Regions from separate parts of the Mus musculus genome. Here region 2 is linked to region 1. Evidence: chromatin contacts called from public HiChIP or PLAC-seq data. All regions are on one chromosome and are shown on one strand. The core of a region is the stretch at or near the end of the contact, and the rest is flanking DNA. Distances in the headings are between cores, read along the strand shown.

Region 1 (4,251 bases), core at 1,176-3,675:
GCCTATTAAAATGGAAGTGCAGAGAATGGTGTGAAACCCCAAACTCCTCAGAACATTTGTGCTTGGCTAACCCAAGAGTTTCCTGACCTGATGCTGTACTTGCCGATTGGATGAAGACAGGAAAGAGGCGGGGCTTTGTTGGGCATGTGTGAAGAGGAGTCTTATTTTCTCACAGTGGGGCTCACAATTTGTTTGTTTGTTTGTTTGTTTGTTTGTTTGTTTTTGGTCAGATAGGAACTGTCTTAGACTTTTCAGTCCATATGACCGTTTATTATTTAAAAATTTTTTGTTTTTATTTATTTATGTGCATGTGTGTGTGCATTGTGTGTGTGTGTGTGTGTGTGTGTGTGTGTGTGTGTGTGTGTGTGTGTACATGTATGGGTCTGGCATGTATGTATTCACCCAAAGAGGTGAAAAGAAGGTATCCAATCTCTTGGACTTGAATTACAAGTGGCAGTGAGCTGCTGACATGGGTGGCTGGGGACAGAGTTCAGGTCCTCCGGAAGAGCAGCAAGTGTTCTTAACTGTTGATCCATCTGCTCAGGCCCAGTTCACATAATCTTTACTGCAGGTACTGTTGCCTTTGTCTTGGAGAAGCAGCTGTCAATAACATGTCAATAACATGTCAATGAATGAGCCTGGCTTTGGTTCAATTAAATTTGATTTATGGGCTGGGTATAGTGGAGCATGCTTTTAATCCCAACACTTGGGAGGCTGAGGTAGGTAGATCTCTGTGAATTCAAGGCCAGCCTGATCTACATAATGAATCCCAGGACAGTCAGAGATACATAGTGACTCCCTGTCACAAAACAAAACAAAACTCATCTGGGTAGGTGAGAAGTCGCTCTCCAGGCTGAGGATCAGGAGCTTTGAGAGAGACTGTGTGTGAGGTTTGGGACCTGGATAAAGCAGGAAGAAAAGGTATCCCAGGGCTCTGAGCCAGCAGAGCTCACAGGCATCCTGCTGTTCAAACACCTGCCCTTTGACTACCTTGACCAAACAGGATGCCTGCCGCTCCACTGGGTGTGTGTGATTTACTTTCTCCTTCAAAGGCTATGAGAGTGATTGCCCCTCTAGGACAAATAGAGGGATGTTGGCGATGGTGTCAGGAACCAGGACTTGAACTCTGCCCTGGAAGATATCCAGCCACCTTCCTTCTCCACCATGCTGCTTTCTCTAGGAAAGATCACAAAGAAGTAAAGTGACTAGTGTCTCCACAACTTCACTCTACCATACCACACAGAAGAAAGCTTTTAAAGTCACCAGAAGTCATGAGGATCGGAAAACCCTCCAAGCTGCTGGTTTTCTTTATCTGCCAATTTTGAGGAAAGGGTTATTTGAGCTTGGTTCATGGCTCGTTACAACCTGTGTCACCTTAGATGAATCACATAGCTCCCTGAGCCCCTAATCTGCTTAAGAGTAAGGACTTGTGGACCTGCTCAGCAGCAACAGCAGCTCTGAGACAGGATGAGCCCAGCTCCTCAGGTAGGTTCTCTCTCAGTGCTGACAGACTTCCAGCAGTTAATTGCCAATCTGTTTTCATTCATTCCATTAGCTCCTGTGAGTGGCTGCTGTGGGTTGAGAGCCATGGAAACACCTCGATAAACAGGAAGCTGTCAGTCTGGTCAAGAGTCAGGTATATATGCAAATAAGACTGATAAAGCATTTCAAGAATAGGCAGAGTGGGAGCAAGAAGGGAGGGGTGGGGATTAGAAGTGAATAGAGAACAGGCAAAGAGCAGGCTTCAAAAGGGAAGAGTATTGTTTGGCTTCAGGTAGCTCAGTCATTCCCATAACTGATCACTTGCCAACATAGATCTTACCTCATGCAAGAGAAAAAGCAACATCAACAACAAAAATTTTGTTCCTAAAAATATTTTGTAATCTGTGCAAATGTTGGAAGGCAAAACAGGAAACCCAATGAGAGTCAAGGGCAACCAATTCCTTCCTAAGTCTCTTGTGCTTACCGCAGGCAGTCTTGGAAGTTTCCTGCCAGGATGTTCACCAGAGAGGAGCAGCCTGACCGAAGCATTTGCTCCTCAGGACTTCCTTTTAAAAGAAGTTGATTTCATGTCACACAATCTCTGTGGTCTTGGGGGACTCCTCCCCCCAGATTGCAATATTCACGAGTGATTCAGGAGGGAATGATTCAATCGTGTCTAATTGTACTGCACATGACATTGAGGAACGGCCTTCCAAATCACACAGGCTTGCAGTACATCAGTGTGGCAGGGCAGGCTGCCTGGGGATGAGTTTTAGTACCAGCACTTGCTAGCAAGGCGACCTTGTTTCTGGGAGAGATAAATGACATGATTGCTGCACAGAAAGCAGCATAGCATTTGGCTCAAGAAATGAACACAGATTCCCATCAGTTCTTCCTTGGACGTCTTTCCTGGTGCTGCTCTATGGCTCCAGCCACTGCCTAGTGTTGCATCACCTTAGGCTAAGTTCACAGCTATCTCTGTAGTATAGTTCAAACTCGGAGAGAATACTTTAAAGTATAACAAAATATCTCAAAGCTGGGTGATCATGAGGAAGGCTCACCATAGTGGCACAGTGTGGAGGTTGACTAGAGACATGGTAAGTTGGAAGAACGACAGACATTCCTTCTAGGTGGATGCTAGGCAGCAAAGCTTGGAACAGCATGAAAATAAGGCCAGAGCAAAACAAAGCAAATATAACTTTTAAAGACTTGTATTGTATTGTTATAGCTTTCTTCCCACCCACTGTCTAGATTTTCTTAGGACATCTGGTATACCCCGTCCTAACATGTTTTCATTCCTGGTGGTGACCTTTACCACCTAGAAATGCAAGCTAGCTGGATAGCACAACTCCAGTGAAGCAATAGGGCATACTTATTACTTCATGGTTCACATGCCCCAGATCCTAATTTCACTTTTTTCAAAACAGCACAAGAATCTCCTCTCTCTCTCTCTCTCTCTCTCTCTCTCTCTCTCTCTCTCTCTCTCTCTCTCTCTCTCTCTCTCAGAGTCTAGTGTAGTTTACAAACGACTGGAATCAATTGGCAGAAGCCTTCCAAACTGTGTACCCAAATAAATGGCTACTCTTCATAAGTTGATCTGTCACAGACATTCATCACAATACCAGAAATGTGATTAGTGTACCTCACACAAATGGTGGGAAACTAACACAAGTAGACTTGTTTATAACACTAGGGGAGGATTGCTACTTTGATCTCAAAGTCAAATGTAGTCTGGCCTAACTGCCAGCCAAGCTACAGACCCAGACAAGAGAACTTCACTCCCCAGTGACAAAAAACATAAAGCAAAGGACTCTCAGCTGGCTGAGGATGGAAGAATGCAATCTAAGGAAAATCCCTGTCAGTTATGAACCCACCTTTAAGTAATTGGCATCTATGCATCTGGGATGTTCACCACTGGATAAGACTGAACTAGCCCAGGCACCATCAAGAAGGGATGCTAGAGGGAGGAGGTGGGAAGAGCTGTTATCAGGAGACAATTTGGTCTTTAGAACATAAATCCTCCCAGTGGGTAGAGATCGTGGGAAGATCTGCAGGAAATGTTGTCAGGGTACCACTTCCCAAGTCCATGTTTCCTGGGGATAATTTAAAAGTTTAAAATTGGAAAAGGAGCCAGACAGGGACATGGTGGCACATGCTGTAATCCCAACACATGGGAGGGAGGTGGAGGCAGAAGGATTAACAGTTCAAGGCCAGCGTTTGCTTCCTAAGACCCTGTCTCAAAGCAAAACAAACAAACAAACAATCAACTAATCCCAAACAAAAAGTCAGACAGAAAATGAGATGACCCAATGTGGGAACGGTGATAGAGCTACTCTAAATTGTACAGTGCCCTGGATTTAACTTTCAACATCAAGATAAACAAACAGACAACAAACAAATAAGAGCAGAGAATAAGCAGATCTGAATCTATATTAGTTTCACTTTGAACAGTCATAGGCCTTATGGGTGAAAAGGAAAAACAGATTTAGTAAAAGACAATGTTAACAGTGTGAGAAAGAGGCACCTGAGCTTCATGTATTACTCAAGAGGAGCTTGGAATGATTCTGTGAGTGTGACATGGAGCTAAGAAGGATAAGAGGTCAGATGTGGGATGAGGAAGAGAGAGGAAACAAAATGCACTCATAGTCCTGGTATCAAGGGAGACGAGATAAAGGCAAAGTAACCCAAAACTTCCTGTGTGACAGGAGTAGATGGAGGCAGAGTAGTGAGTGGAGAGACCCCAACAGGTCGAACTCCCCCTGAGAGACA
Region 2 (4,251 bases), core at 723-3,222, 370 kb after region 1:
TTATCCATATAGAAACTAAGGGTCCTGACCCACCCTTGGAATGAAAACTGTGGCAGTAGAGAAGTCAAGGAGGTTGGAGACAGGCAGGCCTGGCTTGGTCTCCCCAGCGCAGGGCTCCTTGTGTCCACGCACGTGGTGGTCCTTGTTTCTTGAAGTAGCAGCACTAGAAGCAAGAGTCCAGTGTGGGTGGCCCAGCTGAAGGCTCCAGAGTCCCATAAAACTATGAACAAATGTCCTCTTGTTTTCCTCATTAATTTGTTTCTTGCAGGAAGTAGGGGTGGGGGTAGAGAGTGTCCTCCTCTGTTCCTACTTCTTCAAGTCCAACAAGATAAGGATCTGGCTTGTTCAACTCTGAGTCTCTCAGGCTCAGCTTCTTAGACTACTTACTATCCCCTCTTGTTTTTCTGAAACAGGTTTTGTTATTTTTGCTGCTGACTGGTTGTTTACATTGCTGCTGAGCACATGGCTCAAGTGGGTACAGTGCTCCAAGTACAAACATATTGTGGCTCATAGCCTGCAATACATGAGACAGAAAAGTCACCCATTGTTAATACTTAGTGGAATGTCTTTAGATAGAAAGATTGTACTATTATTTTCTCCATTAATCAATCAATCGATTAATTAATTAATTCACTTTACATCTCAACCGCTACTCTTTCCTCTGTCTGCCCTCCTGCTCCCCGCCTCACCCCGTGCTATTATTGACTCTTACTTTCACCTGTGCTGACCACAAACTCATAGCAATCCTCCTGCTTCAGTCTTAGATTACAGGTATAATCCATCAGGACCACAAAGGTTGTGTATGTATCAGTCAGGTGATAAAAAGTCTTCTAATTTGTCACCATGAACTCAACCCCCTTTGAGGTCAGGATTTGCTCACTTAATGAGCAAATATTTGAGGCAATGTCTTGTGAAAAATCCCGTTAAATAAAGGGAATTGGCTGTGTTTGGAAGTAGGACCAGGAAGGAGATCATTAAAAGACAGGTGAGGTGGGAGAAGGGACCAGCAAACCTGTAGGTCCAAGCGGGAAAGGGAGAGCGGGGACCCCAGCATCTTTGATCTCTAACACCCTCCTAGCTCAGCCCTGACCAGGTTCCTCTAGGGCAGACGTTCTCAAGCCCCTTGATACTGTAATCCTTTAATACAGTTCCTTATGCTGTGGTGACCCCCAGTCATAAAATTATTTCACTGCTACTCATAACTAATTTTCTTACTGTTGAGTCATAATGTAAATATCTGTGTTTTCTAATAGTCTTAGGGGACTCCTAAGGGTGAAGGGGTGATTTAACCCCAAAGATTTCAAGATCTGCACATTGAGAAACACCTCTCTAGTCTCTTCCCTAGATGGTGACACTGCTCTAGGCTCCTCCCCAGGTGGTGACACTGCTATAGGCTCTTACCCAGGTGGTGACAGATGGAAGTTGGGTGCCCGTTCCTTTAGAGAACTTTAGAGTTCTTTCCTAGACGTGTCACAAGAGGGTAGTGTCTCCTCCTGCAAGGAGACCAGAAGGAAGCATGAGGTGGCAGAGATACACTCACTGAAAAGTGGGTAAAGATGCTTGCTACCAAGCTTGGCAGCCTGAGTTTGGTGTCCACAACCCACACAGTGGAAAGAAGGAACTGATTTCTGAAAGTGGTTCTCTGACAACCATGCAGTCGTATGCATCCGTAACATGCATGAGCGTGGGCCTGTGTGAGCATACCCCGCCCCCCCCCAATCAATCAATCAATCAATCAATAAACAAATAAGGTTTTACAAAGAAAGGTGGGCACTCCTGAGGCTTTTTGTTTTCTAAAAACAGATTGACTTTTTTTTTTTTTCTCAGATGGAGACGGCTTGGTCTACGTAGCTGCTCCAGGTCACTATGGACTGATTGTTCATTAAGGGTGGTTCATCTCTCTTAACTTAGTGGCTGTGGCTGCAGTGGAGAGGAAGTCCTGGCTCTGGGTAAGGTACCTGGGTGCCTGTGAGCTTGGCTTCCTAGTTGCTGTTCCCAGCCACAGCACGCTCTCACCACCTGGTGACCATACACTTCAACTGCAAGGCCTGCTTTGAAGATGTTGGGGAAGCAGCCTTTCCTGAATGGGAAGAAAACCTCTAGGCTAAAGTCATGGGCAAAGAGTTGCTTGGTTTTTTTTTTAATTCATAAATAGTAATCTTGAGGAACCCGTTGGGGTTGCTCTCTTCTCTGGGTTAGCGTGCATCTCGGGTGTGTTTCAGGAATACTTGCTGGACATCTCACCCATGGCCAGAGTGGTGAATGAAAGTTAGCAGGTGTGCCACAGCAGGGGTCTCAAGCTTCCCACCCTCTTGGGTCTCCCAGAGCCTCCCCAGAGAGAACCCGGAGCTCAGCCTCCTGCCAGCCTCCCTGCTCTCCAAAGACAGACTTTGGTTTGGTTTTGTTGGTGAGATCAAAAGAGTTGAAGAAGACTTTGAAGTTAACACATTCCTTCCTAGGAGGGGCCAGATACCCTAAATCCCCCGTATTTACTATTTGATTCTGTAGCTTCTCTTACTGTTGGCTTTGTAGCTCTGCCTCACTCATTGTGCAGGGGGAACTGTTAAACCATTAACACTCTAGTGTGAAGAAGAGCCTGAGCCACTTTCCTTAGGTAAAGCTTCCAGCTTGCAGGGACTTGGACAGGGATTAAAGAGAGAGTGAATGTGGGTGGAGAGGGCCTAGAGTGTGGTCTTCCTGTGATCCTGGGGCCAAGAGGGGCAAGGGAGACCCCAAGGGCACATTGCAAATCCCATCACCCCAATCTGCAGGAACACTGATAAAACATTAGAGGGCCTGCAAGATGGCTCAGCTGGTAAAGGTGCTTGCCACCAACCCCGAGGACCTGAGTTTAAGGTTTAAGTCTTGAGAGCTATATGTTGGAGGGAGCCAGCTCACTCTTGCATATTGTCTTCTGACACACACACACACAACTTTAAAGTTGCAGTTGATGGAGGGAGATAGGATGGGAGGGCTGTCTCTAGGATACACAGAGGCCCTAATGGAGACTCCTGGGAATGAGGGTGACTTTTATGCAGTGGGGACATGTTGATTGAGCCCTGTGTGCATATTCTTCTTTGCTACCACCCAGGCAGTACCATTTGCCTCATTTTTGTTCCTAGCCTAACCCCTGAGGCTGACTGGGGCCATAGCTCTACTCTCAAACACTGAGAATCATGAAAAATCATGGTGGGGGCTGGAGACATGGCCCAGTGGTTAAGGGAACCAGCTGCTCTTCCAGAGGACCCAGGTTCAGAACCCAGCACCTGACATGGCAGCTCACAACCATCTGTAACTCCAGTTCCAGGGGACCCCTTCTGGCCTCATGGGCAGCAGGCACACGTGGTACACAGACATACGTGCAGGCAAAACACTCATGCACATAGAATAAATAAATAGAAATTTAAAAACAATAAAGAAAACAAAACTGTCAGTACTGATCAGTTGTGTAACACTCCTACAAGTTATAGGTTATCTCAAATTTAGAGAAAGATAAGTGTCCCGCTCCCCCCCCCCCCCCCGTTAGAGATTAGGTCAGCAAGAGCCAGAGAGATGTTATATTCGCACACCACTTTCCAGAAATGTGTTAGAATAGTGATATCTTCAAGTTCATCTGAAGTTCATTATATTTCTTCGCATAATTCTCAGTGGCTGTTGGGGAGGCCACGCAGAAAACATCTTGCTTGTGACTTTGGTGACACACTCACAGCAAAGGCTACCCAACATAGGACTTGCCACTGCTACTATTAGTAGAAACCAACTTTGGTCCTGGCTTCCATTAAACTTAAGCATAAATAGGTACAGCATTCTTTGCCTTCTTAAGTCTCCATTACTGGGTGATCTCGTACTACACAGAACAGGAAGTACATTGGATAACTTTGTGGGGTTTTTTTCTCCCTTGTTAATCTATTTTCTTATGAAGGTAGATGTGAACCTAAGATCTTAAGAAAAGGTATTTCTTTCCTTTTATGTCCCCGCGTCTTTCTAGGTGACTCCATCCACTGGGGTTAGACAATAATTCATTTCTGGGAGACAAAATCCACCAGTAATATGTAGGAGCATATTTACAACAAAGAGTTACAACACAGGCTCTTAGTGGTCCTATAGCAGTCACAGAAGAAAAGAAACCATGGAATATCTCCTAGAGACTAGAAGGATGCTGAGCAGGGACATTCCTGCCTCAGACTGGAGTTACACAGGTAGGGATGCTCTAGGGTCTACATGAGTGAGCTTGTGGCCAGGAGGGACTGG

The links. HiChIP or PLAC-seq counts read pairs in DNA pulled down with a chosen protein or histone mark.
Region 2: a contact with region 1 is called in an H3K27ac HiChIP or PLAC-seq map of regulatory T cells, with 4 times the contacts expected there. The contact joins two enhancer-like sites. A contact is called at or near these places in 3 of 115 datasets of contacts at active chromatin or transcription factors (memory CD8 T cells, pancreatic cancer cells and regulatory T cells).

What each region holds. Positions count from the first base shown.
Region 1 is chr15:36,332,491-36,336,741 of GRCm38.p6, forward strand. All of the region lies in intron 4 of Gm38600 (a long non-coding RNA gene), which reads left to right. Among named protein-coding and RNA genes, the nearest start is that of Gm33826, 3.7 kb to the left of the region's middle. Within about 2 kb of position 2,426, at least 35 of the 459 cell types and tissues checked have an H3K27ac peak or open chromatin away from gene starts, as enhancers often do. A contact at or near this core is called in regulatory T cells, where this site is marked.
Region 2 is chr15:36,704,194-36,708,444 of GRCm38.p6, forward strand. It overlaps Gm41296 (a long non-coding RNA gene), which reads right to left. Exons shown (of 3, transcript XR_875148.3): 2 at 1,402-1,493; 3 at 1-514. Among named protein-coding and RNA genes, the nearest start is that of Gm41296, 3.3 kb to the right of the region's middle. Within about 2 kb of position 1,973, at least 38 of the 459 cell types and tissues checked have an H3K27ac peak or open chromatin away from gene starts, as enhancers often do. A contact at or near this core is called in regulatory T cells, where this site is marked.